Regions from separate parts of the Mus musculus genome. Here region 2 is linked to region 1. Evidence: chromatin contacts called from public HiChIP or PLAC-seq data. All regions are on one chromosome and are shown on one strand. Each heading gives the region's core, a stretch centred on a gene start, on an enhancer-like site or on the middle of the called end of the contact. The rest is flanking DNA. Distances are from core to core; before and after follow the strand shown.

Region 1 (5,575 bases), core at 1,358-3,857:
CAGCTTATTTCTCATTTTTAATGTATATGTGGTATGCCTGTTCATGTTTTACTCATATGTGGGTGCACATGTGTGTGTGTGTTGGGGGAGACCAGAGGTCAATGTCAGAATTAGCCTCAATCACTCCTTGACCCTATTCAGAGCCAGGTCTCTGAATCAAACCCCCAGTCCCCTGACATGAATAGCCTCTAGCCACACTGTTCTTAGGGTCCCCTGCCTCCACTTTCCAGAGTGGAATTGACAGTGCTCACCCAGAAGTTATGTGGGCTTCTGGGGTTCCAAATTTCAGTCTTCACATTTATATAGGAAGCCCTTTAACTGTTGAGCCATGCCCTACCTCCTGCAACCTGGCATATTTCTATTGTATAAATATGTTTGCAGCACCATTGTACTAATATCTCCATCTTTTGCAAATGTATATGCATATATCTTTATGCATGCTTTGGTGCATAACTCCATTCACTGATCCTTAATGTACACTACTGTCTATTTGTGGGCAGATTCTTGATATATAACTAGGTGCATGGAGATGGATATGGATTTACATCAAAGCACCAGTGTTCATTTGGCCAAGATGAAGTTCTGAAGTTGGGCCTTCCTCATTAAGAAGATTCAGCACCCACTTAACTTTGCCACTACTTGATGATTCCCCAGTAAGAGGCACACTCTTGTATTGAAAAAGTGAGTGCCGGCTCACAAAGGGATGAGATAGTAAGAAAGGACACTTACTTTCAAAATCACAGACTCCACTGCTGTGCTGTTCTGTTTTATTTGGTGCCAGGCCTTTACAATATCTTCCACAAAATCTTCCACTGCTGAGCACAGGAATCTGGAAAGATGAGGTAGATAGCATATGTGTTAAGAGCCTGTGAGACCTAGAGTTGTTATAGATCTTCCTCCCCCTTCTGTCTCCTTTTTACAACATACCCTGCCTTCTCTGTCCACTTTCCCTCTTACCATCCGTCTTTCTGTGTTTTATTTTTCCCTGTACATATGAGGAAGCATGCTCCTTTCCCACTTAGGTCCAGTTTCACCCCACTTCCCAAGGGATGTACCTGAGATAGGTTTCCTAGCATTTCTTAGTAACTGTTATATATGACCAGAAAAAGAGACTTTGTTTGGCTTACATTTTCACCATGGGTCAGTCGGTGCTAGTTCAAGGGCTAGCTGATAAAGTATAAATGCAATGACACAAGGGAATGTCTTTTGTGTATGTGATTAGTGCTTCTCAGATGAGAGTGTAGTGGATGGGCTAAGAGCCTTTGTTCCTAAGAGTGCAAGAGAAAATGAAAGAGCCAAATGTTTAGGAGGGGGGTGTGTTGCTTGAGTTATAAGACAGCACACAGGTAAGGCATCAGTCCCTGGATACTTGGCTCAAACTTCCACTAGTCCCCTAATATTCCAGGGCTGATGGGACCTAGGACTCTGACTTTTGCCACCCTTATGCCCAGAGGTAAGGAGTCCACAGAGAACCCGCCCATACAAGAGCTGTGGATACCCTAGCTGGACCTGAAATGTAAGCAGTCTCCAGAATATTAGCCACCACTCCCATTTCCACTCACTAGACATTATAATTTCATATGTGCAAGTCCCAGGAAGGAAACAAACAAAATTGGCATGCTAATCCAAGAAAACTTATATCCACAAAAAATTACTGATCCCATAATAATGAAACCTAATGAAAAGGATGGGGGAGAATTTCAGAGAAAGGATTAGAAAGAATGATTATAAGCATGTCCAAACAACTCAAAGAAGACAAGACTAGTCTCTAAGAGAACAAAAGAGATAAAGAAGTCAATACACATTATGAAAAGAGAATTCAATAAAAACATAAAATTACTGAAGAAAGTTAAACTGAAATCCTGCTGGAAATGAAAAAGCCAATGAACAGGACTAGAAGCCACACTGCAGCATGAATTGCTTATTACAGTTAAGTAATTGAAAGGGACCTAAGTACATTAACATCCAATCTGCTTCTTCTCCAGTCCTAGAGTCTATGTGATCAATACCCCAATAAACCTCACGTACCATCAAACCCGTGGAATATCTCTATTAGTGGCTTGAACTTGCTGCTGTGATCGCAACCAATGCAGGCACCAGCACCACATGGCCATTTTACTTCATTTAAAATAGGCTCAAAGAATCCCACCAGGATATCCATAAAAGTGTTGGTAGGAATTTCATAGAAGGGTTTTCCAGTGACTGCTGCCAAGGCTATGACCAGTAAGTAAGTCAGTGGGAAGAGGTGAAGCCATGGGAGCTAGGCACACCTCTAAACAGTGCTTTGGCTACCACAGAGCCAGCAACGGCTTCTGTCTTTGTGTGAACGCAGCAAGTGGGGCTAGATGCAGTTTGCCTTAGCTACCCACAGCCCACAGAACAGAGTCAAAAAAAACTATATATAAGACAACCCAAGAGCCCACTGGTAGGAGCTGGTAAAAATCAACACCAAGTGTGACCAGGGCCACAACCAGGACAGGAGAGAAAAACCAGTGGCTCTAACAAAGAGGAAAAAAAAGCCCAAACGACATTCAGGACAGCGATCTTGTTTTCGTATATCCCACTTCATCGACTTCCTCTATAGCTATTTCTTATGTATGATGCACAGTAGGGCATTATAAATGCAGGCCAACAGTGTCCCCTGCTGTTCACACCTTTTGCTGTTTTACTCCCTCTTTTGCTTTCATTTGTTTCTTCCTTCCTCTTTCTCCATATGCATTCCTTAGTACTACGTCTCCTAAAGCCCAAAGGCTGACCTTATTTATGAAATTGGGATACATATCTTTACCTCTACTTTTTAATCTACCACTAGTCAAAACTCCCATATATTAACTCCATGTCTCCTTTGCCTCGATTATTCCCATCCCTACTTCCAACATAAGAACAGAACACTCATCACTAGACTCAATGGGATTGTTCACCTCCTCTCTTCTTTTCCATTCTTCTCATACTAATATATGAGCATACACAGCAGCATTGGGGGTCCTTTATTCCCTAAAGTAGTCAGTACTTTTTAAGTGTCTTTTTCATACTCACTTTCTAGTATTTTATCAGAGTGCTTGAACTATGGAATAGTGACTGGTGCTTCAGACAGTAGTCAGTCCTCAGACTGGAGACAGAGCCTGCTACCCGGAACACTAGTCTAACAGATGAAAACATTACCCCACCCGCTGCAACCCAGTCTCTCCTGAGCATTGCAAACATACTCACTGAAAGAAGAGAGGCGACCAGAAGAAAAAGAGTAAAAACAATGCATCTTAATCCCCCAAAGCTGATCCCACTGCAAAACCCCATGTAACGTGAAAACCCTATCTCCTCCAGAAATTACCAAGCCCATACTAATGACCCCCAAGCAAAATTGATTAGACAAAATCCAAGTTTCAGAATGCAAAGCAATAATTATACATATGTAATAATATCTCAGAGAGGACTCCAGTCGTTTCAAAGATAACACAAAGAGACAGCTGGATGAAACAAGGAAGTCAGTTCAGGATCTGAAAATAGAATTTAATAAAGAAATAGACATACCTAAAAACCTCAAACCATAATAATGATGGAAATGAAAAACATACTAGATCAAATAAAAATGTCGGTGAAAAGCGTCCCAATAGGATGAATCATATGGAAGATAGACTATTAGGCAATGAAGACAGAATGGAGCAGCAGCTCTCAACCTGTGGGTGGTGACCCCTTTGGGGTTTGAATGACCTTTTTATAGGGGCCACTTGACACCTAAGAAAATATTTGCGACAAGTCCCTTCTGGTCAGCACCAGCACCCGGTCACCTAGGGCACGGAGTCGGTGGATACCCCCATGGTCCCTAGAGGACTCTCCACGGGATTTTAGGATCATTGGTGAGTGGAACACAACATCAGTTCCAATCCAATAGGGTGGGACCTGAGACAGCATTAGGGAAGCAGAAAAGCTGGCCTGACCAGGGTCACAAGTCCCTTCCGGTTGGCACCAGCACCGGGTCACCTTGGGTGCCGAATCAGTGGACATCTCCACAGTCCCCAGAGGACTCTCCACGCGATCTTAGGATCAGTGACCAGACAGCTCCATGCTCCTCAAAGGAGACACCATTTCCAGACACTGTAACACGCCCAGGATCTTTGACAACAGGATCCCAGGATAAAAGGAGCTTGGTCACATCAGTATTTCAGGGTCTCAGAGGAACTTGACTGCCAAGAACTCTGATACACCCAGAATCTCAAGTTCACAGGAGCCCACAATCAAAGGATCACAGAGAAAGCTGAACTCTGAGGAGTCCTGAATCAACTGGGATTATAGGAAGGACAGGCTCTAATCAGATATATTGAGGGCAGCAAGCACTTGAGATAATCAGATGACAGAAAGCAAGCATAAGAACAGAAGCAACAGAAACCAAGGTCACTTGGCATCATCAGAACCAAACTCTCCCACTTTAACAAGTCCTGGATGCACCATCACATCAGAAAAGCAAGACATGGATCTAAAGTCACTTCTCATGATGATGATGGAGGACTTTAAGAGGGAAATAAAGGAAAACACAGGTAAACAGCTAGAAGCCTTTAAAGAGGAAACACAAAAATCCCTTAGAGAGTTACAGGAAAACAATATCAAACAGGTGATGGAATTGAACAAAAACATCCAGGATCTAAAAATGGAAGTAGAAACAATTAAGAAAACCCAAAGGGAGACAACTCTGGAGGCAGAAACCCTAGGAAAGAAATCAGGAACCATAGATATGAGCATCAGCAACAGAATACAAGAGATGGAAGAGAGAATCTCAGGTGCAGAAGATTCCATAGAGAGTATGGACACAACAATCAAAGAAAATGCAAAATGGGATGGACCATCTAGAGACTGCCATATCCAGGGATCCATCCCATAATTAGCCTCCAAACGATGACACCATGGCATACACTAGCAAGCGTTTGTTGAAAGGACCCAGATATAGCTGTCTCTTGTGAGACTATGCCAGGGCCTAGCAAACACATAAGTGGATGCTCACAGTCAGCTATTGGATGGATCACAGGGCCCCCAATGGAGGAGCTAGAGAAAGTATCCAAGAAGCTAAAGGGATCTGCAACCCTATAGGTACAACAACATTATGAACTAACCAGTACCCAGGAGCTCTTGACTCTAGCTGCATATGTATCAAAAGATGGCCTAGTCGGCCATCACTGCAAAGAGAGGCCCATTGGACACGCAAAGTGTATATGCCCCAGTACAGGGGAACACCAGGGCCAAAAAGGGGGAGTGGGTGGGTAGGGAAGTGGGGGGGTATGGGGGACTTTTGGGATAGCATTGGAAATGTAATTGAGGAAAATACGTAATAAAAAATATTTAAAAAATAAAAAAAAGAAAATGCAAAATGCCAAAAGATCCCTTTCTCCCTACCTATTCAATATAGTACTTGAAGTCCTAGCCAGAGCATTTCGACAACAAAAGGAGGTCAAAGGGATACAAATTGAAAAGGAAGAAGTTAAAATATCACTATTTGCAGATGATATGATAGTATATATAAGTAACCCTAAAAATTCCACTAGAGAACTCCTAAACCTGATAAACAGCTTCAGTGCAGTAGCTGGAT
Region 2 (5,575 bases), core at 806-3,305, 250 kb before region 1:
AAGCACCTGTTCTCCTCAGCTGCTCTTGCTTCTTCATCGATACACTCTCTGCCTTACAATAGACTCTTCCCAGCTGCCACACAGCGCTTTACTGCCCCCCCCCACCATCCTGGGATCCCATAGTGAGATCCCTCTTGGGACACATACTTACTTATATGTCACTTGCTGAGGAGTGATAGCGTTCTTGTGTGGGGTGTAGATTTGAACTGTTTAGCCCTGTTTATTTACGTAGTCTGTTTCCAATCTCTCTGTGTTTGGCCTGCAGATCAAAACCATCCTGAGTGGTTTCATTATTAGAGGCTATCTGGGTAAGTGGACCCTTGTCATCAAAACTATCACTTTGGTGTTGGCGGTGTCATCTGGCTTGAGCCTGGGCAAGGAGGGCCCCCTGGTGCACGTGGCTTGCTGCTGTGGGAACATCTTGTGCCACTGCTTCAACAAATACCGGAAGAATGAAGCCAAGCGGAGAGAGGTAAGGACATGTGACTTTAACAGCCACCCACCACCACCTTCCACCCTGTGCTCTCTAACCCCCTCAGGAGCAGAAGTACTGTGCTCTCAGAGATCAAAATTTGGGGATTTCATGAGGGTAAATTCAAATAGCTTTTAGTTCTGCAGGTTCAGTTCTAGGAGTCCATCTTTTAGCCATCTTAGCATGTGTTTATATATCCACAGGTGTTTAGGGATACTCAGTACAAACTATTAACATTGTAAAAGTCTGAAATTAGCCAAAGGTCATTAAATAGAGGCTTGATTAAAAACTGTTTTTTGGGCCGGGTGTGGTGGCACACGCCTTTAATCCCAGCACTTGGGAGGCAGAGGCAGAGGTAGACAGATCTCTGAGTTCAAGGCCAGCCTGGTCTACAGAGTGAGTTCCAGGACAGCCAGGGCTACACAGAGAAACCCTGTCTCGAAAACAAAACAAAACAAAACAACTGTATTCTGCTCATATCATAGGAAACTATGCAACTATTTAAAAATAATGAGATGGCCCTCAGTATATTGACATGGACTGCTGACAACAGATAGCAGAAACTAAAGCTAGTTTGTGGGATACTTTGAATAATTTTTTAAAAATGTATTCCTATGTACTTATGAAGAACATATCTAGGGCTGGGGTGATATGGGTCAATAAAAAAATCTTTTAAAAAAAAATTGATTCTAGTCTCCCATGTTTGCCAGGTTTAAAAAAAATGATTTTTTTAAAAAAAATTTTTATTTATATGAGTACACTGTTACTGTCCTCAGACACACTAGATGAGGGCATAGGATCCTGTTACAGATGGTTGTGAACCACCATGTGGTTGCTGGGAATTGAACTCAGGATCTCTGGAAGAACAGTCGGTGCTCTCAACCTCTAAGCCATCTCTCCAGCCCCTAGAGCCCGTTTTTTAAAGTGGTACATACTTCTAATCCCAGAAATAGGGGGGTAGAGACAAGCAAAACTCTGGGGCTCACTGGCCAGCCAGTTTTGTCTGCTTGGCAGGTACCAGGCCGCTGAGAGACATTTTCTCAAAAAACCAAGTGGACGGTGCCTGATGCAGGTTGACTTCCCCTTGCACATACGTGTGCCTGCACTCACATGTACCTACCAGTATGCATGAAGATGAGCATTGGCAAAACCCACTAATATCTGCAAATGACTTTATTCTAAACTGTGACAAGCATGGACTTAGGGTGCATGGGGAAAGAGGACAGACGGAAAGGAGAAGTGGGACTTGACCTGTTTATTGTATTTATGTGGTTACTTCTTTTTTAAAACTTCTTTTTTGAGGAACTTGCTGTGGATAGAAGAGTGAATAGAAACAGCACATTTCGAACGACAGAGTTTTCTTGCTCCTAAACGCCACACTTGATTTAGTTCCTTCCTGTGTTAGACCTCTCTCTCCTCTCTCTCTCTGCCTGCTTCTTGCTTCAGCTCAGCTGAACTGTGTCCACAGTAGTACCTCTGTGCCCGTGCTCAGATCAGCCAGGTGTTAATGTGTACTATTTTGAGGAGGAAGAATGTTCTAAAAAAATTGTCCCAAGTCACTGGTTACTTTTATTGTGCAATAATTAAGGACCTTAGGAAGCAGTGCTTCTTGCTTGATTTTCCTTGAAGGGTCCAAAAAAATCACAGATGGAATAAGTTGAGGCCAAGATTATTTTTATTATTAAAAAAAGAGCTCTTGTAAAACTGGAACCCAGCAATTTCTCTTGAAGGGAAAAAAAAACATGAAAAGATTAACCACAGGCTCTGGAAACTGAAACGCTGGAGCTTTAAGTGTGGACTATTAAATAGGGAAAGTTCCTGGAATAGTCAGAAACGAGAGGAAAGCAAGCAGGAGTGGTAGAGGGTGTGTACGTAGACTGTCGCATTGTAGAGGGACAGAGAAGCTATGTGAAATTAAACAAGCTATTAAACAAGTGAAATCATGAAAACAATACCATTCTAAGGGCCAGGGATGGTGTTGGTTGTTGCTGCCTTACAGGGATCGAGTTGAGCTTGAAACTAGATTCCTTATAAAAGCTGAACTGTTTTTCTGAAAATTGCCAGACACGGACTCTTCTGAACATCTGGATCTTCACTCTATTTTCCGTAACACAGATATATCCCTAATTTTTTCCCCCTGTGTTGCTGGGGTCTAAACCCAGGGCCCCATGCAAGATATCTTATCTTGTGGTTCATAAGCAGCGGCCTTATCACAGTGAGCAGACCGGTGGAAATAAAGCAGATCTGAGTTGGAAGGGGCGCAGAGATTCCATTCAGTAATATAAAACTCAAGAGTCCTGTTCCTCTCCGTCCCGCTCCTATTTCATCCTAAACATATCTAGGAAAATTTCCTTTTACAAGTTGAGTTTTGGCTTCCCTATCCTTCTCTTTTGAGCTGCAACTTTTCAAAGCTCTCACTTTTTTGAAGGTTAGCACCAGAGCTTTCCCTCCTTGCTTTCCCTCCTTAATTTCCCTAGATGCTCTGCCGGTCCTGGAGAAACCTGGACTAGAAAGCCAAAAAACCATTTATTTTGTCAAGAAATATTTTATTCTTTGAAATTCTTAATTTTGCTCAATTTTACGTTTTGAAATCATTTCTCTCCACAGCTACTAGTATTGAAGGAAATGACTTGTTCCTATTCCTTCTAGTCTGTTCACATCACTAGTGTCAGTCCTGTACATTTCCCATGCCCATGCCTCTACACACAGGGCAATCCTCTCTAAACACCACTTGTTGTCCCACCCACCCCCTTTTGTCTATCTTTCCTGCTGATGCTCTATTCCTTTCACTTTCCTTGCAATCTGTCCTCTCTGCCCTTAAAAATCTACTTGTCTCTATTTATGTTTCTATAGGCCACGGAGACTAGCATAGGCTACAGGGGTAGGCAATTCTAAACTGTAACTGCTGTTATGTCACTAGAGCCTTCTATAATATCTTATTAAAATGTTTCCTAAACTGGCCTCAGGAGAAAGCCCACAGGACCTGCATACAGCTCAGGACTGCTGAGAAGTGGGAGAAGTGGTCTTCCTCAAGGCTGAGCACAGCAATAGCATATTCAGTACCGAGCAGTCAGCTCTGAAAACATAATACAGTGGCATTATACAGACTGAAGCAGGGTCAACTTAGAATTGGTGTGTATGCAGAGACATATGTGCATGGAACGAAAATTAGCTTTTAAAAAGAAAAAGGCCGTAAATTTGAAGGAGAGCAAGAAGGAATACATGGGAGTTTTTGGAGAGAGGAAAGGGAAGGGGGAAATGATATAATTACAATTTCAGAAAATAAAATAAACCAAACAGTGTGCTAGTGAAACAGCACAGCAAAGTACTTTCTCTTGCTCACCAGGCTCAAGTTTAGTTACTGCACAAGGAAGGTTGGCAACGGGGCCTCAATTTAGAATTAAACACATGCCTTGATCACACAGTGAAGGCCATTTGTTTTTTGTTTAAACACAGGAACCATGTGTATTGTCAACATCTAGCATACAGTATTTGCCCTCCAAGTACATATCACTTTTTATGCTATAGATCATATAAATTTTGTACTTTTGCTCCTTTTAAGATGTTTTATTGAAATATAAGTACACCCTTCCCTTCTCCTTTCCTCTCTCCATGCTCTTCTATCTGCCCCACTCGCTCCTTCCCAAATTGGTGGCATCTTTCTCCTTTGATTACTGGTTACACGCACATTTCACTATGACCTGTTGAATCCAATTAGTGTTGCTTATGTGGAAGTGCTTATGTGGAAGTGCCATGCAGAGTTTTTTTTTTTTTTTTTAATTCTCTGTGCCTATGAACATTGCTTCTAAAAATGTGATTGAATGTAAAAAAGCCATGTTATTCCATTGCTGATCTTATATTTTGGATTATAGGTCTTATCAGCTGCAGCGGCTGCCGGTGTATCTGTAGCCTTTGGGGCCCCTATTGGTGGAGTATTATTCAGCCTGGAAGAGGTAACAATGACTTTTGTCTGTACAGCATGCATATGCCTTTATATTAGAAATCTTGACCAGTATCTATGTATGTTGCAGTCCCTGGGTATTCTGCCCTACTTGGTCCTTTGGCACATAACCAGACATTTCTGGAAAGTTTTCAGTCTTGACTATAATGTCAGCAGCCCCATCATTTCATTTGAAGCCATTTTGGCATACTGACTACGTTTGCTTTCTCACCTTCTGTCTTGCAGGTCAGCTACTACTTTCCCCTCAAAACACTATGGCGTTCTTTCTTCGCTGCTCTGGTGGCAGCGTTCACACTCCGCTCCATCAATCCATTCGGAAACAGCCGCTTAGTTCTGTTTTATGTGGAGTTCCACACCCCGTGGCATCTCTTTGAGCTCGTGCCATTCATTGTACTAGGCATATTCGGTGGCCTCTGGGGAGCTCTGTTTATCCGCACAAACATTGCCTGGTGTCGGAAGCGTAAAACCACACAGTTGGGCAAGTATCCTGTCGTCGAGGTACTCATTGTGACGGCCATCACTGCCATCTTGGCTTTCCCCAATGAATATACCCGGATGAGCACAAGTGAGCTCATTTCTGAGCTGTTCAATGACTGCGGCCTCCTGGACTCCTCCAAGCTCTGTGATTATGAGAACCACTTCAACACAAGCAAAGGCGGTGAGCTGCCTGACAGACCTGCTGGCGTGGGCATCTACAGTGCCATGTGGCAGCTGGCTCTGACACTCATACTGAAAATAGTCATTACTATATTCACCTTTGGCATGAAGGTGAGAAAGTCTCTGGGTGAATTCTGTGTGAATGTTGTGTTTGGATGTGGGCTTTGGAGGGCAAAGCCAAAGCAACCTACAATCCTGATAGTTCATGTGGTGTCCCATTTCCCCAGAAGTCCCTTTATCTCCAAATGTCCTCATGACTTGGTGGACAGTGATAACATTGTCTCAGTTCATTGATACCTTTATTTAGGTCAAATGCAAACCTCACTGATGAATTTTTAAAAGAAACTTTTTTTTTCCTTTTCTATGTAAAAACACTTTTCCCACAAAAAGGGTAGTGGGGTATTCATTTAGAACATTTTCTATCAAAATACAATGTCTGACTAATATACTGTTAGCCTGAACTCCATGAGGTTGCCAATGTTCTT

The links. HiChIP or PLAC-seq counts read pairs in DNA pulled down with a chosen protein or histone mark.
Region 2: a contact with region 1 is called in an H3K27ac HiChIP or PLAC-seq map of large pre-B cells, with 2.8 times the contacts expected there. The contact joins two enhancer-like sites. A contact is called at or near these places in 2 of 15 datasets of contacts at CTCF or cohesin (pro-B cells and stem cell-derived epiblast-like cells), 14 of 484 Hi-C or Micro-C datasets (the AML12 cell line, the HL-1 cell line, LSK cells and 8 more) and 1 of 115 datasets of contacts at active chromatin or transcription factors (large pre-B cells).

What each region holds. Positions count from the first base shown.
Region 1 is chrX:6,919,418-6,924,992 of GRCm38.p6, reverse strand. Dgkk (diacylglycerol kinase kappa) reads right to left here. Exons shown (of 28, transcript NM_177914.3): 14 at 730-829. Among named protein-coding and RNA genes, the nearest start is that of Ccnb3, 120 kb to the left of the region's middle. Within about 2 kb of position 2,607, at least 3 of the 459 cell types and tissues checked have an H3K27ac peak or open chromatin away from gene starts, as enhancers often do. A contact at or near this core is called in pro-B cells, where this site is marked.
Region 2 is chrX:7,165,206-7,170,780 of GRCm38.p6, reverse strand. Clcn5 (chloride channel, voltage-sensitive 5) reads left to right here. Exons shown (of 14, transcript NM_001243762.1): 8 at 266-472; 9 at 4,345-4,425; 10 at 4,659-5,201. Among named protein-coding and RNA genes, the nearest start is that of Mir500, 70 kb to the left of the region's middle. Within about 2 kb of position 2,055, at least 23 of the 459 cell types and tissues checked have an H3K27ac peak or open chromatin away from gene starts, as enhancers often do. A contact at or near this core is called in pro-B cells, where this site is marked.